Regions from separate parts of the Dromaius novaehollandiae genome. Here region 1 is linked to region 2. A link is a contact called in public Hi-C data. All regions are on one chromosome and are shown on one strand. Each heading gives the region's core, a stretch centred on a gene start, on an enhancer-like site or on the middle of the called end of the contact. The rest is flanking DNA. Distances are from core to core; before and after follow the strand shown.

Region 1 (6,902 bases), core at 1,659-4,158, 130 kb before region 2:
TATTAGCTAGCCCAGAATAAAGTGTTTTCTAGGTATCAGCATATAATCGACACGTACACATGAAGCATCCCACTATACTTCAAAATTCCCTCATGTCCAGTACCGAGACAAGTAGCTTTTTAAACTGGAGAAGGGTTTACACAGACCAGATGCAACCATAAAAACACAAGCCACTTGAACCTTAATAAAAAACACAGTAATGAAAATGTTGTAAAACAGATACTAAAAACATAAAATCTTAACAAGCTTAATCACAATGAAACAGAGTCAAAGCCACTACATCCAGCCATCATTTGCAGAAAGCCAACAAATACCAGATGTGTTTTGGTTTAGGGCAGGGAGACGACAGAATTAACTATTTTGAGCTTTCTAACAAGCTACCAGTGATACCAAGACAAACTTATAGGGGGCATTTAATATTTTGCTAACTTGAGAAGTTCCACTTTTGTACTTAAATTTGTTCAGCTACAACTCATAATCCATCCTATAAGAGTCATCTGGTGTGTGTTAATCATATACAAACTGAAGGACAGTTGGTATTTTTCTTGCCTTGACCCTTTAATTTTATTTTCTAAAAAACTGCAAAACTCTCCTGAAACAAGCAGCTGCAGTTCAATGCAGATCTATAAAAGCCTAAACATTACTTCTAAGTCACAGATCCTTGTGATTTAGTATTTCTTACATATATATGAGGTTATTTTGTCATAAAAACATATTTTTGTGTAAATGTTACTAAATGAAGTAATACTCACATTTTAAAAGAAATGTATAAATGTGACAAAGCAGGGAAATGCCTTCCATATTCCTCCTAAAAATGAATTTGAAAGATATGAATGATCTGCCACTCTGAACACTTTCCCTTAGTATTTTCTCTTTCATTGTGTAAGAGTATGTAACAGTACAGCTCTCTGTTTACCAAACTTTCTGAACCACTTCAACCTTCGACACTTTTAGACAAGCACTTACACACCTTTATCATGGTTTGATACTGTTATGGTGCTATGATTGCAAACATCATTTCCCACAGCTTCATAAAATACAGTTTATTAACCATCATCAATCTTGGGCACTACAAGATAGCACTCAAATCGATACTGGCTCTGCAAGCAGCAGAAACATATCTTTGCAGTTATAAATTACTAAGGTTTAAGGTTCAGTAATCTGGGCTGACTTCTGTACTTGCACAGAACCCAGGCAAGTTAACGGAGTTTCACCTAAGTGTAGGGTCAGAACTTCTAATAATGAGCAGCACAAGCATTCAACCCCCCCCCCCCCCCAAATTTATAAATGAAGCTTGAAAAAAAATAGTTGCTAATTCCTTTGTCTTCTCACTTTTAAGCCTTTGCAAATATTTTGCTTCAACTGGGGGGGAGAGTAGTGTTTTTTTCTTTTTGAAATAAAAGTGAAGATCTGTGACTCAGTAACTGTAGCTTCGGGAAAAACACCAAATACCATGAGACAGACATAAAAATCACAAAGAACTGGCAAGAATTTATCATCGTAGGATTGAAGTCTGAGACTGCCAAAGTAACTCTGAGCAATTATCTAGCAGCCAAGTTGCTCATACAGTTTTCTAAAAGCAAACAGCACTACATTTCAGATCATCATAAAGTGAATGATGTAGGGAGATTTAGGCTACTCTGGGGGAAAAAAAAATTACAGCATGAATAGAGTGAAGCACTGCCCAGGGAGATTGTGGGATTTCACTCCTTAGAGGTTTTTAAAAACAGGTTAGACAGATATCTGTTGGGAATGAAGTACAGCTTATCCTCTCTCTGGGCAAAGGAGTGGCCAACATAACATCTGGGGGTCTCTTCAATGCTACTTTCTGTGATGCTATACTTTGCAAATTGAGTGAGGAAAAGGACTTTTTAAAACATTCAAACTTTGCCATGTTAAGAAAGGTACTGCTGACAGAAAAGCAGCGCAGTGAAAGCTCGAAAGGGTCAAATTGCACATTCTGAGTTACCAGATATTACTGTTCTCTAGTTCAACGGATATTATTTCATGGATTGCCTGTTAGGGTTCTTTTTTTTTTTTTTTTTTTTGTCTGCAAAGGAAATTCCTTAATTCTCCTTAAGGATACACACACGCACAAGCACATATTTAAAATTAATGCTTCAACCCTGCACTGACCTGTCATCCAGCAGACATCACCCTGTAAATCTTCCAAAATAATTTTATTACAGTCAGGTAATATTCTTTATAACCACTGATCTTTAAACACACTGTAAGTAGTTACATCTTGAACTGGGTAGATATACTCTGTCACTTGATACTTAAGATATCAATCCTAATTTTATTTATGTATATATGTGTATATATGTATGGAAAAATCCTCCCTGGGGAGAAAGAAAGAAATTATAGCAAATATGCTTAACAGATCATAGCAAAAACCAGAGGACAGCAACCCATGAGCCAGCATTTATCTCCTGAAATTGATGGAGATGTACTCATTTACACTAGGGCTGACTCCGATCCTGATTCTGATACCTTCCTTGAAATTTTTATGTTAAGCTCTGTTTCCTGTTCAGTGAGAACAAAACCAGCTCAAACACAGACTTAGAGGTGGCGTGTAATAGGTCAGACTCATACTGCATGAACCACAAGGGAAAACCTGGGCCCCGAGAGGTTCCTGCCAGGGCCATTGTTAGGCTCAAGTGATTTTTAGAGGACTTGAAGTAGCCAAAGCTGAACTGGCTGTGAAACGCTGAATGCGAAAACTACAAACAAAAGGGCAAAACTTCTCCCAGAATCAAACCCTGGGAAGAAGCTCGCAGCCTGAGTAAATGGACTGCATGATTACACACATGCATTCAAAAGGCTCACCCCGCCCCATAGGAACTGGCTTCCGCTCAGCTGCAGCTGCTCTTTCTGCAAGGTACGGGGCTGCAAGCGGAGCAACAGATGTGAGCCACTGCTCTCTGTCCCATGGGGCATGCGAGGCTGGTGCAGGCAAGCTACGAAGCCAGATCGCCCCTCTGACCTGGCCACCGGCTGACATATTGCAGTCCTAAGCAGAAAATTGCTGTGGGCCTCAGCACTGCAGCATGTAAGGGTATTGTGGGCATTGCCTTACTCTTCCAGTGCTGCCTCCAACATTGGTCACTCACTGCTTTGGAGGAAAAAGCAATATCCAGGCACTGTATAATCTGCTAACATTAGAAATGTATTCCTTTGAGATTTTAAATCTGAATTAGGCCTGTAGTAGAGAGGTTTTATACGGCAAGCAACCCATATAGTTTTCTTAGGTAACCACATGTTTAAGTATTATGAGACATACCCTCAGCAGAAGACCACGGAGGCATGGCATTGTGCACCAATGAAGATCTACCACTGGTATTTTCATGACTTAATTTTTGGTTTCAGCAATGCTCTCTGCAAACACAGCTTAAAAAATATCTTCAATTTAACTGTAGACTATGTTTAAAAGGAAAAAAATATAATCTATTTTGTTTTTACCAATTTATTGTTTTATGAATGTTGCATAATCCTTTTATTGCAGACAGGGAAAACAGAATCTCCCAGTCTACCTTCTGTATACCACCAATTAATTTCTGTACTTCTTATTTTGTCTGTTCTTATTTATGTCCTCCTCGGGTAACTAATCCCCTTCATTCAGATATATCTTCACCTAGGAGCTTCTCTGCACTTATGTCTGCCAAATGAAAATCTATTTTCTGTTTCCAGGTAACTTTCCTGACAAAATAACTACTATTATAGAATACTACATATTAGATGAACTAATGATGTACAAGGAAGAACATTAGAACATTTCTTCAAAACCAGTATGAAGAAATGGTTGTTCTTATTTTCATCATAGGCCAACTCTCTTTCACTGCCTTTTGTATCACTGTTTGGGAATAATCTCATAGTTTATTTTAAAATTCTACTTAGTCTACCTCTCCCTATACCAAAGCTCTCCAGTTATGAACCTACTGGATAACTTCTGGATTGTATTTTCTGCACACACTTTTTATTTATTTCCTATGCTATACTTACTAATTGGTTTCAATATACAGCAGTGAAATAATTTGTTGTCTCATATTTCAAAGGTAGAACCTGTCGCTCAGGAATCTATCTTATCTTTCAGGTTCATCATGTACATTCATGGCCTTGTTGGCGAGAGATGTTTTCACGTGGTATTTTGCACCTTTTCCTACTTAAGAGTTTTGTTTCGACTTCACAAAAATCCTTGGTACTTCTTTCAACCGCAGAAGTGCTGCTAATAGGCTTTTTAAAAAATGAACTTAGATGTTTAAAGTCAACTTTTAAAAAATCTTGAATGTAATTTTCTTATTCCCATTTATAACCAAGCTATTCATATGCAGAAGTAAGTTTTAAAATACAGCTGCAGGCATGCAAATCTGTAAAGGAACACACAGGAACGGAATAGTTACGGTATGCTGCTGTAATTAAAATAATTAGCAGTTCTTCCATAAAGTTATCTGAATCTGCACTGACCTTCTGTACATAAAATGGTCACTGACCTAATGAACATCTTAAATTTTTTTAAGTCTCGAAAACCTATGTAATATCATCAAAATAACTTCTTCCTTTGAGTAAAGACCCCAAGACTGGAGGGAAAAAAGTAGAGATTTTATTTCCTACAGTGAAAACAACTGTCCACATTCTCTTCCCAGATGCAGATTAATTCTGCTGAAGTTAATCTGAGACAAATCTTATCTTCAAAAGAGTACTTCTACATTATCAGTGTAACAAAGGAGATTTTGGTTCATTTTCTCCTCAAAATAAACCATTACTTTTATTCAGTTACTATTACAATCTGCAGTCTAAGTGTATTTCTTTTATAAAAGCAATCTTCTCCTGTGAGCTACAGCCAGGAAAATATTTATAAATTCTGCTGGACATCGTTTAAGAATACTGTTATTTTCTTACCTATTACTGCATTTACATGTATTTGTTCATTTAGTTTAGTTTTAAATCATGTTTCTCTCATGCCTGCTCATGTGTTTCTATGGAAGAGATCTTGGCCATTCCATAATGGGATTAGAATGTAAAGCACATATTCCTTATAGCTTCCCTACACAAGCAGCCCATTACACGGGAGGTAGACTGTAGCTCTTGACAGTGAAAAGGTAACGTGACAGACAGGAAAAATACAATGTTAGCAATAGTTGGAATCCATATCATGGAATTGGTGACAGCACATCACGTGCTTTTACCTTTACAGAACATATTCCTATCTTCCTAGACTAAAAGACAAATACAAAAAAAAAGTCAAGGCACCTCCCCTGCCTTGTCACACAGCCAGACACACACACCTTCCATATTTTTTATCAGCTGGGCTCTGCCACTTTCTCTTCAAGTCACAATGAATATCTATGCAAAACCACACTTAGACAACCAGCACAATACAATACCTCTTCTAAGAACAGCTAGTTTAGGAACAATTATTAGATTCACATTTTTTCCACCACTGAACTCATGTAAAAATGGTGGCTTTTAAGACAGGAAGAAATGCTGGCCATTTAAGAACAAACAACCTGAAATACAGCACGTTTCTTCCAGAAGCCGTACTCAGCATCTTGAGGCTTCTTCTTTCTCCCCAGTAATATGCCCTAAGGGTTGAGTTTAAAAAGAAGACAGAGTGGTCCTTTGCCAGTAATGCAGTTACTATAACACCATAAATGTCAGCAAGACAGCCTGGCTTAACCCAGAATAGAAACTGAGATCTAGGAAGGATGGTCTGGTTTGCTGGCCCCTTTTCACAGCACTATTTTGGCACCTCACAATTTTTGTCTTCATATTACATTTTCAAAGTGAGAAGATATTATAATTGCCATTTTACAAATGAAGGAAAGAGAGACTAAGGGCTGTATTTTACAGGTACTTAGGTGCCTAAAGATGCAGATAGGCACCTACTGGTATTTTAGCTCTTAACCTAATTAGCAGATTTAGTTGCAAATTCTAGCCTTGGGCATCAGTGTTTGATAGCAGTGCTGTCTACTAAATCACCAAGAGTATCACTACAGCAGTCTCTTGCAGATTTTTTGCTTAGTGTTTACTTGTAACCTTAGTTAAATTAAAGGAGAATATTCCAAAATGTGGGAAAAAGTAAAACAGACTTAAAGTTATGACTTCATACATGAATATACATGAATAATTTGCAGCAAAATACATACCAGGCATTGGAATTATGCCAAGACAGGATAGTAAATATCCTGATTTAGTTATACAGTAGTTGCACAGTCTTAGATGTATTAACCATGCGCTACTTGTGTCACACTGCACTCTTTCCTAAATATAACTTTAATTCTGAAATTCTAGTTTGTAATGCTCCATTCTAGGACAAATACACCTCTATATTTATTTTACTCTCAGCTTTAACTTTTAGTTATTTAATTCTAATGTATTGTTTCTTCCCCTGAAATATGAAATAAATTGTGAACTGTATCAGTTTACACACAAATAGCATATTTACATGACTAAGAAATTCTCTGTTCGCATCTCAGTTACTACTTAACAGGTTACAAATAGTTGCAAAATTGCTCCTAATACACATACTGCATGGAGGGGGGCCGGGCAGGGAGGTATCCACAAATAGATTCCTTACATGATCTTTGAACTTCGATATTTCAAAGTCTCTAGATAAAAATGAAATATTAAAAGGCTGACATTTATTCTTCAATTTTTATAATACAGTTGACAAATTGTATCAGATTTATACTTATGTCATCTCAAAAAACAGCAAATGTACAGCAAGTATCTTCCACTTTGGTTTGCTTCATAGCTTCTACAAAATTTAATTCTTCAATGCTACCAAACTAGTATCACTTGGAATGAGTACTGTACCTCCACTGTGACAGGCATATTAACTACCTGTAATTCTGATATATCAGGTGATGTGGCAGGAAATAAACTGGCTTCAGTTTGCAGAT
Region 2 (7,525 bases), core at 4,320-6,819:
GGGTTTGCAGCTCGCCCCCGCCTGCATCTCTTCCCCTCCTCACGCTCTGCACAGCGGCAGCAGGCGCTGAGCTTCTCCCTCAGTTAAGGACAAGTTTGTATTTAAAAGGGGGCTTTTAAACAGGTGCTTTCATCTTCTCTCCTGATACCGCTTGAGAAAGTTTGGGGAACCACGCAGCAAGTCCCTTACGGCCACTCTGCTTTTTGCATACCAACCAAAAGGCTGGGAGGCTTCTTCCAGCACAACATTTCCTGCGAAAAAGAGGGTTTCTCTAAGAAAAGCCAGCAGGTTGCTGCTGGCAGCGTGCGGGCGAGGCTCCGCACCTCACCTACCTGCGGGCAGACGCACCCGCAACGCCTCGTCTGCCCCCATCGGACCGCCTCAGAAGGCAAAAGAGATTTTTGAAATTAAAGGACCCATTTTGCAGCCAGCAGCAAGTCAAGGCAAACTGTCACCGAATATATGTAGGAAGGGTCATGTGAAAGCAAATTTGTCCTATTAATAGGACACAGGAAAAGACGGAAGAGCAAACGCATGCCCTGGAGACAATGTGGGATGTTATTTGGGGTAATGGATTGAGAACAGACTTTGGAGCTCACTACTTAGTGGATGCGCAAGCACGTCGATATTTCGTGTTAAATAACATTTTAGAAGCAGCTACCACGGCTTTGCTGGAAGGAAGCGGGGCTATTTGGAAGCAGTAGTAAAATGGGGGGAAAAAATGAATACAGACGACAGCTCCCTGTTGGGAAGCTAATCAGCATTATAGATTGTAAACATTCAACCATCAAGGACTGCTTTGCCGCAATTAGTTTTAAATCATGAACATATAAATACAGGAACTAATTACAAGACCACATCGGAGTTTATCTAAAAATGACTAGAAAGTAAAAGACCACTCTCAAAAACTGGTTGTATCTTACAGTGAACCCTGTTGACACTAAAGAATAGTCGGCTACAAAAAAAAAAAAAAAAGTGTGGAGGGGAGAAACCCATGTCTCCAGCCTTAGAATGCAACACATAGTATGTTTCTAAAAATGCCGATCAGCTTATTAGTATTCTTTCTAGTTAAACATTACAAAATCGAGATTGAAATTGTAGCTGTTAAAGATCTCCTAGTAACACGTTACTGTAGAGGCAAAAGATCATTTAAAATACAACCTCAACAGTTAAAGAAATAAACATTTTAGATAGGAAGACTACGCCAGCTAGTCATTTTCCCTAATTAGAAATAATTGATTTTAATGAAATATTTTTACAACAGAGACTTCACAAACCAGGATTTCACTATTTTGGCTTACAGGTATTTTTTCGAATTCTGGCTCCCACTGTTTTTACTTATTGCCCACTTTGTGTTCATGTTTATTGCTATTTATAAGAATTTCTGGAAGGAAAAAGAATGTACAAGAGGACGAGGGGCCCGACCGTACTCCTTAAGTCAAAGACAAAATTTCTGTAGACTTGGAACAGAATGAGGCCCTCCGAGAATTATCGCTGGATGTCCCCTGTTAAAGAGCTGCATTTATTTTCCTTTCTCACTTCAGCCTTGAGCGAAGAGATTGACGCCAAGCCAAACACATATTACCTATTTCTTCCATGCGGATGCATTATGACTATCGTTTGAAGCTTGGAGGCGATGATGCCTTTCCAAGGCAAGAGCTGTTAAATCGGCAAGAAGTGCTGCTGCTCGTTTGCGGATCTGAGCGACCCAGTCCGAAAAATCCGCGTGATCTTTCCCTACCTTCCCCGCACACATCTTTGGCTTGTGCGGTGCTGGCGAGGCGGTGGGACCGAGCAAAGGGGACACGCGAGGCAACTGCCCGCTGCAGCGGTTGTCACCTCCGTTTTGCAGGGAGCATAGCGTGATCCCCCGGCAGCGACACCGACGGACAGACGTCTTATCAGGCTCACACACCTGCCTGTCCGCTAGTTCCTCAATAAGCGGGTGTTCCCACACGGTAGAAACAAGGCAGTTGCTTTGCAACTGTTCTCACCAAGGCAGAGTGAAAGAAACTTAAACTGTATTAGTAAGCACCCCGAAATATTTTGCTTTCATTCATGCTTCTGGTAATTTTGTTAACGACCCATTAACTGTTTTAATGATCCATATAATTTCCTCACCATTGCTCCGGGAAAATTATTATTTATCTGAAACTTCATTGCGATTTCCAGTCACTCTCCACTTACCGGGGGTATAATATATTCTATGAGGAATGCAAGAGTGCTCACAAATAGAAAAACCCAGAGTTGGTCAAACCTACTGAAAGACGAACACACACTTAGGCTCTCAATTCCATTTATAATATACAAATAAAAAGTATTTTCCCACTTGCTAAGCACTCACTATTCCTGTTGATCTCAGTAGGAGCTGCTGTATACTCAGCCCTTACGAAAAAACAGGCCATCTCTCAATAGAGGCCTAACTATGGATTTAAATAGCCTTTTAAGTACCTACATTAACAAACAAGAAACCCTAACGACTTCGTTTCAATCCCTGATTCACTGTACCACGCTCCGAAGATGACATAAACAGATGTGAGCACTGTAGAAACAGTGTGCAAAAGCTGAAGTGTAAAAAGGTAGGCAATCATATAGGAGAAATGATTATAGACGATGTTAGCACAGTGACAGCTGCACTTTATAGTATGATCTGCAAACTCGCTCATTCTCTTTTTAAACACTGAGAGTCTATTCCTAGAGCGGGTCTAAAAATACATACTCGGAGTGTTAAACTCAGTTGTAAATCGCTACAGAATTGGGACCTACCTGCGGGCAGCGAACTTAGAGAGCAAGGGCCGTGAACTAAGTATCGCATGGAAAAACTGCTGGGGGGCCGGGAAACAAGTAATGCCCTCCGACATCGACAATTTCTTTTTGTGCGGGTCTGGCCTCTGCAACGGATCAGATTTTTGCTCCAAGGCGGGTCATAAATAAAAGCTCAGTCCCCAAATGTTTAACTGTGATGTGTCTGAAATGCAGTCCTGAGCCTAGCCTGCATCTTTCAAACGCAGTAAAATAAATTAAGCTCCCGCGGGAACTGAAGAAAGCGCAGCCCGAACCGTTTTGAAGGGTAACAGCCGGCACTCCCCGCTCCTCCTGCCTCTGCTCGTGTCGGCTGGGCTGCGCAAAACCGCCGCATCGGGCCCGGCCAGTTTGTTCCCTGATTGTTAAACTAGTAACACAAATAGTTTAAAAAAATGACAACAGACCTAAAGGCAAAACGTTACCTCTGTCACGATCTCAGGAAATAAAAAAAGGGGGAAAAGCAGAAAAAGATTAGGGCCAGAGATCAGCAACACACTACTACGTGTTCGTAATTACTGCCCCGAACTGTTGCTCTTCTTTTCTTCCACTACGTTCCCAGCACGGAGGGAATGAACCTTTACTCGCCTTTTTGTCTGCAGTTTCTTTTAGATTTCCTGCACAAGGCAGGAATCACGTATCTCTGTACTAGGCCTCTTACAACGTCCTAAAATAGTTCAATGTTTAAATAACGGGTATACCGAGGATTGAGGTATTTTGAATGACATTTCTGTGATTGAAACTGCATCTTTAAATATATCGGGACAAATTAGTCCCGGGGTAGTGCAAAATCAGTAACAGAAGCAGCTTTTCTAGGCAGGCACTGTCTTTATTTCTAATATATACAGTGCTTAGTAAAACGGCTTAAACACAGGGAGCCCTCAGTGAATCTAAGCCGTATGATAAACTACAGTGATAAAATATGACTGTACCATTCCTTACATAATATCTCCAGATTCTTTTATAATGGTACATTCCTTAGTTATTAGCTATTTTCATGACTAATGACTGCAGGGTTGGCAGAATTAAAATGCACAGCCTAACCTAGGAAAAGTTTTAGATTGTGATAGAGAAAAATCCCAGTAACGAGCTACCTCTTCCAAAACAGTAAAAAATGCAGAGCTTCAGAGATTTACGCACCATCTCCTCTACCAATAAATTCGTAAAAATTGCGACATGGCAGCAATATACATGCTTTAAAATAATCGATATGATTTCAGCAAGCTTGTCTTTAAAATATACTTCAAGGGCCCCTGAGTATTGTGTGCTTTATTACATAGGAGATAAAGGGCTGATAGCAGCATTCTGAATTTTCATACTTGGGTAATTTATTGGAATTAACGATTTAAAAAACGAAAAGAGGTAAGAAACGAGAAAAGAGTCATTTCACATAAGCAGTATGAAGACATCCTTGCAATTTTAAACAGCTAGCACGTATAGGCCCCGGTTCTGCATTTCTTGCATACTGGAATATAATAACAACAATGGAGGGTATGATTACATCAAATAGCAATGAAAGCATTAATTCTGGAATTTCTGAAGGAGCCTAATGACTATTAAGAAGGCGACGCGATTTCTTCTTGCTGCCTGTTTTTTTTGCCCGCCCCCCGCCGTGTAACGAAAGCGGGGCGCAGGCGGCGGGGCGCGTCGGGCACCCAGCACCCCGCCGCGGGTGCGGAGGTTGCGCAGCGGCGGGGCCGCGGCACGGCGGCCGCCCGCGCAACCGCCGCCGGCGAGGCAAATGGCTCCGAGCGCGGTGCGATGGACACGGGTGATTTCTGCTACCCGCCTTACGTCCACAAGCAACTTCGATCGCAACGAGTCGCCACGAAGGAGGAGGAGAGAAATGGGATGTAACTGTCACAGGGCGACAAGGACTTTTCGCGCACACGAGCGCACAAAAAAAGGCACCTACAGCTTCCTCCACCCTGCTTCAGTGCATGCCGTCAGCACCAGCGCTGGAGTTTCATAGTGCCGAAAAGTACCCCACCCCACCCCCCCAAAAAAAGAAAAGAAAACCAAGGAAGGAGGAAATCGCCCCGGTCAAATCTTTATTCCAGACAGAAGACCTAACAAGAAAGTAAGCCTGTCACCTAACCTGGTGGAGGGTAGGGAGGGCCAGAAAGTGAGGACAGTGAAAATAAAGATGTCTGCGTTGTTTCTTCCGATCGCCTCCCTCTCTTGCCGCTTTTAGCTGCTCGGAGGGTTTGTGTGGTTGGGCGCCGGGGCTGCTTTTGATCGCCACGATGTGTATGGGGGGGGGGGGGGGGTGCAGATATACCCGTACTGCTCAACCGTTCTTCGGTCTCCCTGGCCCCCGAAGAGGTGCCCTCCTCCCCTGGGCCCGCTGGCGGCGGCCGCCCCATTCCCTCCCGCCGAGCAGGTGGTCCGTCAGGCGGAGGGCGCCGCGCACTAACGGCAGCGCGAAGCGCCTCGGGCCCCATGAGCGCGGGGGGAGGGGGAAATTTCACCCCTTCCTGCCCGCGGCGGGCAGCGGGACTCCCGCCTCGCTGTTTCCCCCCACCTGGCGGGCCCCGCCGCCTTCCCTCCATGCCACTGCCTGTCTTCCCTCCCAGCCCCGGAGAAAAAGGGCGGGCTAGGCGCGGCCGGGTCCTGTCAGTGTGTGCGTGCGGCCGGGGCGGCGGCGGGAGCCATCTGCCTCGTCGCTGCAGCGTTCGCCGACACGCACGGAGTGGGGAAGGCAGGGCACCGAAAGGGTCGAGGAAAGCCCCGAGCAAGCGAGGGGTGGAGAAAGAAAATGGAGGAAGTCGAGGAGAAGGCGGGTCGGGGGCCGGCTGTGAGCCCGGCAGCGGCAGCTGCGCCAGGTCCTGCAGCTGCATGGCGGCGGGCAGCGCGGCAGCGAGGAGAGCAGCGGCGGAGCCAGGGAAAAAGTGGGGGCACCCTCGCCCACCGTTTCTCTTCCCCATCCTGATGAGGACCGGGAGGTGTGTGTGTGGGGTATCAAGCTGGCAGCGAAGCGATCCCAGCTTCGTGCCAAGCGGGGAGATGGAGCCTCCTCCTCTCGCCTGCCTCCCCTGCTACTCACACACCCTCCCACTGACAATTGGTTTTCAGGCTGAGCTTAAACACAACGTTATAGCAACAACTCGCCCGCCCCCCAGTCCGTGTGTGGTCCGTCTGCACTGGAAACCCGCGTGCAGCCACGCAACGGTGTCGCCGCACGGGGGGGGGGGGGGGGGGGGACGGGGCTTGGGGCTGGCTCTGAGTGACCCGCGATCACCCGCGGGGGGTGCCCAAGCCGCCGCAGGAGCCCTTCCTCGGGCACACGGGCGGCGATGCCTCCCCGCTTCACCGGGTCTGTGCCGGAGGAAAGCCGGCTGCACGCTAATGCCGGCCCGAAACGGTTAAGCCCCTGACGAAACGGTTAAACGCTGTCTCGGACGGGCAACGTAAACAGCCGCTTCCAGAATATTCTCTGCGCGGTGACTGACAGGCTCGAGCAACGTGCGGCGGGCGCGGGGCGCCCTCTGCCGGGCGCCGCGGGCGCCGCGCCGCCGCCCCCCGCCGCGCCCCCCGCCGCTCCCCCCGCCGCTGCCCCGGCCGCTCGGGGCCGTGGGTCGGGCCGGGCTCCGCGGGCCGCGCAGGGGAGGCATCTGTCAAGGGAGTCCTGCCGCGCTGCCTTTGCCTGGGTCCGTCCGACCGGGGCGCCGGGCAGGCAGGCGGAGGGGAAAACGACCTTTAAAAAACGCATTATGGTTTAGGGGAAGAAATACACATCTTTTAACGCTGATTCGATCGCCTGCAGTGTCAGTGCTCCCCCCCCCTCCCCCGCTGTTTCTGTGATTTTTTCTCCAGATGGAAGCAGGTTGGCCTTTTCCCTTCTGTTATTTACCACCTGGGCATTTTAAGACAAAAATGCCGAATTTCTGGCTAAAGCCAAACTGAGCTGATGTGAAAAATCAGCGTAGAATTTTATATTCTGTTTAAAAACATGTAGCCACGTCATTAAATCTTTATTGATTGTTCATAGTTCCTTTGAAAGGGCTGTGAATATTGGATTGCAAATAACAAAAAAAATGTAAATTCAGCCTGTCTAATCCGTGATTTAAAATATTCTTGTGATGTCACAAAATGTTGGCTTATAAAATACTTTCATTTAATTAGGAAGTACTAAGCGGATTTCATCAAGGAAAAAAATGAGGAAACTTGGCTTGAATTATTTATGTGCTGTGAACTACCATGATTTCTGCGGAATCTTTTCAAGTACAAAAATGAAGGCTTTACTCGGTTTTCATTTTTAGGCCCTAATTTTTAAACTATTCAGGCATGCAAATTGCTGTGGACAAACATTAATTGTGCAGGTAATCAGGGTTTTATTCCAAGTTTACTCTTAAAAAGCAAGGATTATCTGATACTATATATATTATTCCTAAAACTTCCATATGCACAGGCTCAGTAAATAGTATTTTAAAGACAGTATTGTTTTGGAATTACAGAAAAGTAGAAAGGGGTGTGTATGAATTTGCACCCTTCATAAACTACAGAACACAACTTCAGTATGGTCAGTTAGAAGAACACTTCTCCACAAGAGATAGTAACAACCTCAGTCAGGATATGATATTCATTATTCACTTCTTTTTGCAATAATGTGTACAAAAATGTGTACCACATCTTATGCCATGAAAAATGCTGGAAGGTCAGCCCTCTTTTAGACTGGGAAAAATTAGGAGGAAGACCCTTAATTCCAAATATTTTTAAAGCT

The links. A called contact is a pair of places that touch in the nucleus more often than the background predicts.
Region 1: a contact with region 2 is called in a Hi-C map of brain, with 5 times the contacts expected there. The contact joins two enhancer-like sites. A contact is called at or near these places in 2 of 4 Hi-C or Micro-C datasets (brain and ovary).

The regions. Positions count from the first base shown.
Region 1 is chr1:75,585,372-75,592,273 of bDroNov1.hap1, reverse strand. No RefSeq gene overlaps it. Among named protein-coding and RNA genes, the nearest start is that of WNT7B, 150 kb to the right of the region's middle. Within about 2 kb of position 2,908, at least 1 of the 2 cell types and tissues checked has open chromatin away from gene starts, as enhancers often do.
Region 2 is chr1:75,459,430-75,466,954 of bDroNov1.hap1, reverse strand. No RefSeq gene overlaps it. Among named protein-coding and RNA genes, the nearest start is that of WNT7B, 21 kb to the right of the region's middle. Within about 2 kb of position 5,569, at least 1 of the 2 cell types and tissues checked has open chromatin away from gene starts, as enhancers often do.